Regions from separate parts of the Cricetulus griseus genome. Here region 2 is linked to region 1. The links are chromatin contacts, called in public Micro-C maps. All regions are on one chromosome and are shown on one strand. The core of a region is the stretch at or near the end of the contact, and the rest is flanking DNA. Distances in the headings are between cores, read along the strand shown. Region 1 holds the start of Ptprm (receptor-type tyrosine-protein phosphatase mu). Region 2 has its middle 41 kb from the start of Lrrc30.

The links. A called contact is a pair of places that touch in the nucleus more often than the background predicts.
Region 2: a Micro-C map of the CHO-K1 cell line shows a contact between it and region 1, with 3 times the contacts expected there. The contact joins the enhancer-like site here to the promoter of Ptprm in region 1. A contact is called at or near these places in 3 of 8 Hi-C or Micro-C datasets (the CHO-K1 cell line, fibroblasts and liver).

What each region holds. Positions count from the first base shown.
Region 1 is chr2:456,236,709-456,239,408 of CriGri-PICRH-1.0, reverse strand. It overlaps Ptprm (receptor-type tyrosine-protein phosphatase mu), which reads left to right and starts at 1,385. Exons shown (of 31, transcript XM_027397791.2): 1 at 1,385-2,145. The coding sequence starts at 2,073.
Region 2 is chr2:456,458,114-456,460,843 of CriGri-PICRH-1.0, reverse strand. No RefSeq gene overlaps it. Among named protein-coding and RNA genes, the nearest start is that of Lrrc30, 41 kb to the left of the region's middle. Within about 2 kb of position 1,338, at least 3 of the 6 cell types and tissues checked have open chromatin away from gene starts, as enhancers often do. A contact at or near this core is called in the CHO-K1 cell line and fibroblasts, where this site is marked.

The sequences.
Region 1 (2,700 bases), core at 136-2,635:
AAAGCACGTAACACAGGATGAATGAAATGTTACCTGATATCAAACTCTTCATCGAACTCTTCATCGGATTTGAAGATACTTGGAAACACTGAGACTACATTTTTTTTGTGTGTGCCTTTTTATGGATGCTCCTACCAGCATCAAAATGTCAGGGGTGGAGGGATCTGTCATCATTCACTTTCAAAAAGCAATTTCGACACATCTAATGAAGTATAATTTCAACAAAAAGGCCGGGTTAGACCTCGTCACTTGTTGATTCTGTTGCAGTGAGTATGAGACTTCAGAATTTCCCTTCCAAGTTCAGGATAAGCCCCCCTCCCTCCCCCCGCCCCCTGCAGGCAGGCTCATTATCGGATAAAGGCAAAAGGTGATTTGGATGGTGTTAAACAAGTCATTTACGTGGAGACTTCTAAAGGAAGGGCCTCACAGGGAGGACCTCCTGAATAGAATTCCCAAAGAAAATACTCTACTCGGAATGCGTTTGGCCTGGCAGACACAGAAGTCCTCTGGGTGTCCACACTGGCTCTGGGAGATGATTGAAAGCGAAAGTCATCATCGGCTGGTTGTGGGCCCCACCTTCAACTACAGGCCTGCGGGGTTCATTTATTTCTTTGGCCTTTGAAACAACACAGAGCAAGTGACAACCTAGCAGAGCATCCTCCCGGGGGGAGCAGCGGGCAGAGCTTCAGGCTCCGGGCACTGGGCACTAACCTACTTAAGTGTTATCAGTTAGAACACAAATTGTGATCCTAATTTAAACACGATTGCCTGCAGTTGGGTTGGTAAATAGCCCAACAGGTGCCCCAATGGGGTTACTCTGAGCAAGATGAAGAACCACAAAAACAAAAACAAAACCAAAACGAAAAACCCCACAGAATTGCAATAAAAACTTGAATTTTGCTTTAAACTTAATCATTGGTAGCATTCTTGTTCTCTTAACAGTCACATCGGATCTCAAATTAAAATTATATCAAGACATTGTTTGATTCACTCTCCATTTCCATCAGACACAGAAATCACCAGTTCTGCCCAACCCCTGGTTCCTTGCGACTGCTGCCTTGCGAGCTCCGGGCCCCACTCTAGCGGCCACAGGACGCAGTGGAGCGGCAGAAGCGCGTTCGGCTTCCCGGGCGCAAGGCTCGGGCACGGCAGCGAGCGTGCCCCTTGCAAGCTGCTGATCGAGCGGCCCAGGGCGCTGGCGGCTCTCGCTCCTTCCCGACGCTCGCAAGCCAGCAGCCGCCGCCGGGAACACGGCCGCCCCGTGCCTGGCGCGCTCCAACTCCTGCTCGCCTCCGGTGACCCGGGACAAACTTCTGGCTGGGGCGCGGTCGCGGTCCCTGAGGCCAGCGTGGGAAACCCGAGGCGCTGCCGGGGCGAGCTAGGGTCCAGGGTGGCGCCCCGGGCGGTTGCTCCTGCCCGCTGGGTCGCGCCCGCATCTTGGCGGTGGCCGCCCCACGGAGCCCGCAGGCGCCGCGCAGGCCGAGCTGGCCCCGGGCCGGGGACACGGGCGCTCGCGCCCTCTAGCGGGCCGCGGCGGCTCCGGCCCGGCCGTGACGTGGGCTCCTTCCAGCCGGCCTGCGGGGCACCGCCAGTCAGTCGCGGAGCAGGAGCCCCGCGCGCAGCCGGCGTGGGCTCGGCCTTCGGCGCGCCGCCGCCCGAGGTGGCTGGGTCTGCGGGAGCAGAGGAGGCGGGCTGCAAGCGCGCGATCGCGGCCACGGCCACGGCCACGGCGCCGCGGGCGGCTCGGTCCCGAGCAGGGGCAGCGCTTCGGCGGGCGCAGCGCCGGATCCCAGCGAGGATTTGGGCTCGGCGGACGCGCCCTCCGCTCCCTCTCCCAGCGGCGCCAGACTCCAAGCGGGGGCCAGAGGGAGGGCAGGAGGACCCAGAACACGGTCCCCAGGCCCCGGAACCGCGGGACTTCGGACTTGTGCAACTGTTGCCACTTTGGGATCGGGTGTTTCGCTGCTGGAGCGACTACCCTGGCAGCCTGCGGTGTAGGCTCGCGTCCCCCTCGGCTTCCCGCGTCTAGCGGCCGCCGCCGCTCCGAGGCGGCCCGGCGCGCACTCAGCACCATGAGGACACTTGGGACTTGCCTGGTGACTTTGGCTGGACTTTTGCTAACTGCGGCCGGGGAGACGTTTTCAGGTAAGCCGGCCGCCCCTGCCGTTGCCAGGGTGCATGGGACGTAAGCGTTCCCCGGGTGGGAGAGTCCGAGGCGAGCTTCGGGGCCGGGTTGGGGCGCGCAGGACCCGGCATCGCTTAGCGGGTGAGCCGGGCTGGCCGATGGCCGGAGGCAAAGCAGCCGCCGCCGAGCCCCGAAGACCCGTGCAGCGCACGCTGCAGCCCGCAGGACAAGCCAGGAGCCCGGACCCCCATCTCGGCCCCTGTCACCTCAGGGCCTGGACTTGTGCTCCGGGCTCCGAGTCCCTGGGCCGCCCGGGCAGGAGCGGCAGAAAACTTTGCCTGAAGTTCCCAGCTGCAGCCGCCGGGAGTAGGCGCTGCGCGGGCCTCTCGACCCCGGTGGCGGCGGGCATGGGCTTCGGGTGCTTGGCTGCGCCCGCGGCGATCTCCGGAACCCGTGGTATAGCGGGCGTTCTCCCGAAGCCTGACCTCCCTGCTGCCCCCTGCCCGGCTCGGTGGGCGACCTCCGCGGGTCCCCGCGGTTGCGCGGCTACGCTGTGACAGCGGTTCCCTATCTGC
Region 2 (2,730 bases), core at 89-2,588, 220 kb before region 1:
AGGACATGCTAGCCTATAGCATGCTCACCATGGGGTGCAGAGACTATTTGCTATCCTGTGTGAGGCCAATGGAGTTATCCGGCCGAGCATACAAACTGTCATCCAGGAACATTAGCTGGGCATCTAGGTGGCCAGGCTGCAGGTTTGGGGCCCACTGATGACTTCACAAGGAGGCAGCACCTCTGTTCCCTCCTGCTGGCACACACAGGGCACCAGCAGGGGCAAGCAGCTCAGGAACACTGGCACACTAACTCCTTTGTACTTTTGCTTATATAGCAAATGCACAGAGCCTCCCGTGCTTCCCCAACTCCACTGAGTTCTTGGTGTGAGCTGGCGCCCCAGCGGCTCCCTCCCTCCATCTGGGCAGAGAGAAGGTGCTGAACAACTGTAATCTAAGGAGGCGATGGCTCAGTCGTGTAGTGCTTGCTATGCCCGCATAAAGAAAGACCGGGATCAGGATCCAGAACATGTTTAGAAAGCTAACAGTGGTGACACGTTTTTATAACCCCAAAGCTAGAATGAGAAAACACAGAGATTTGGGGTGTTCACTGACAGACAGTTTAGTGGAATCTGTGGGTTTAATATGGAGACTGTCTCCCCAGACAGGAGGACAGGACCTGAGGAATGACACTTAGGGTTGACTTCTGGCTCCTACACAGACACATGACACAGACACAGACACAAGCATGACTATCCTCACACACACATACATGACTCATGCACTCATACCACAGATACACATGAAATACATGCACACCACACACAGGACACATACACGTGTACAGACCACACAGATGCAGACACACACACACACACACACACACACACACACACACCCTGTGAACTAAGCCAGGCATGTGGTACTGCATCCCAGCTTGGGGGTGGGGGGACCGGAAGATGAAGGTCGTCGTGGACAACAGTGAGTCTGTAGGCAGCCGGTGCTCTCTGAGGCCTTGTCTAAACACAATGCAACACAACAAACAAGCAAAAAAATGAAAAGAAAACAGAAGAGACAAACAGAAGGGAAACTATGGATAAAGTTTGAAACTAGAAGAAAATCAGCCAGAACAGAAACTGGTGATACCAAATGGTAATGTCACCACCGTGGCTGAGCACCCAGAGACCTAAAGGCTCTCCGGGGGAGATCAAGCCCCCTCGCCCCCAGGACCCTTATGGTGTCCTACAGGAGGAATTGCCAAAGAAATCTGGAAGCCCCAGGAGAATGTGAAACGCCGTCCGTCCTTGCCTTACAGGGCCTCGTGCAGAAGATGGGTTTGGAGCACAGAAAACAGCTGAGTCATTGTCTCATCTGTGCTGCTCCTCATCCCAAGCAGGGAGAGAAGGATGAGTCACTGAAATAAATATCAGGCCTCTGTGTGGCCCCCAGCCTGGAGGGCAGCGAGTAGCCGATTGACTCATTTCCTCTTATTTTTCTCCAACATGGCATAAAATTTCCTGAGAAGTTGCAACCGTGGCAGGACCAACTTCATCTCTCTGCAGGAGAGTCACATGGAATGTTCTCGGCCCATCTCTCCACAGCCACCCCTGCCCTATGACATCGTCCTCCGGCTTCCTGACCATGACTTTACTTCCTGTAGACATCAGATGCCAGGGCAAGATGTCCCTGTGTGTCCTTTGTCCAAAGTAGACGTGAATGGGGAATTGGATAAGTGTATTTCTGAAGTAGCTACTACACTCTCAAGGGCTTCCATTAGTGGTAATTCTGTTGTAAAATCTAATGCTTTGACATGTAACCATCCTTTTCCTTTGTCGGTATGTTTACTTCTGCAGGTAATTTTATTCAGGAAAAGTGGAGGTGGAGGGGGTTGGTAGGCACAGGTCCTGGGGAGAGAAAATGGAAATGAAAATGATGGGAAATTCAGTCTGAGGAGAGCAGCTTGGTACTGCTCTGGGGAAAGTGTTGGATTCCAGCAATGATGGGCTGGACCACAGGACGGAGGCGATGGCCGATGGAAGAATGCCCTGGGTGTTTAAGGTGGAAATGGGCTGATGTACGTCCTGCGGCCATATAGCCCATCTTGTGACTTGTCTTACATGCACACTCTTGTTGGCTCCATCTCCTCTTAGCTTTGTCAGGAGAACTCTGCCTGCATGTTGCTGTCAGTGGCATGACCCCCCTTGATGGTGAGGGGGAGCCACTGGATTCTTCCTTTAGACATCAGGGCTGTGCCCTTCATGACATCAGTGACTCCACAGGCTTATGTGCTCTCCTGAGTGTTTGCAGAGAGTCAGTGAGCCTTCAGCAGCCACTGACTGAACGCAACCCTCCCTGTGATGGCGGCCCCTGATATTCAGATGATCTTGGAAATATGTGATTCTGTCTGTCCAATTCTTCCTTGTGTTCGCCAACCAAGGATGGTCCTTGATCTCCCATTCATCTCAGTCTTTGTTGGAGCTCTTACTATGCAGTTGGGCCTAGAATGGGGTCTCTGTATTGAGTTAGAACAGACTTCTTGCTTGTCGTGATTCCCAACAGTACAGTATGGCAGCTGGTCATTCACGCAGCATTTATATCATAGCTAATAGTATGTGTATTTCAGAACTTATAGAAATGTACAGTGGGGTCTAGGGTATATGCAGACATTACACAGTTTTTTATAAGGTACTTCATATTTTCCTGTGGCTATCAAAGTACAGGTATCTAGGCAGAAAGGTACATTTTGTCCAATGGTCATGTTAGACAATGAACTAGTCCATCATTGACTTGTT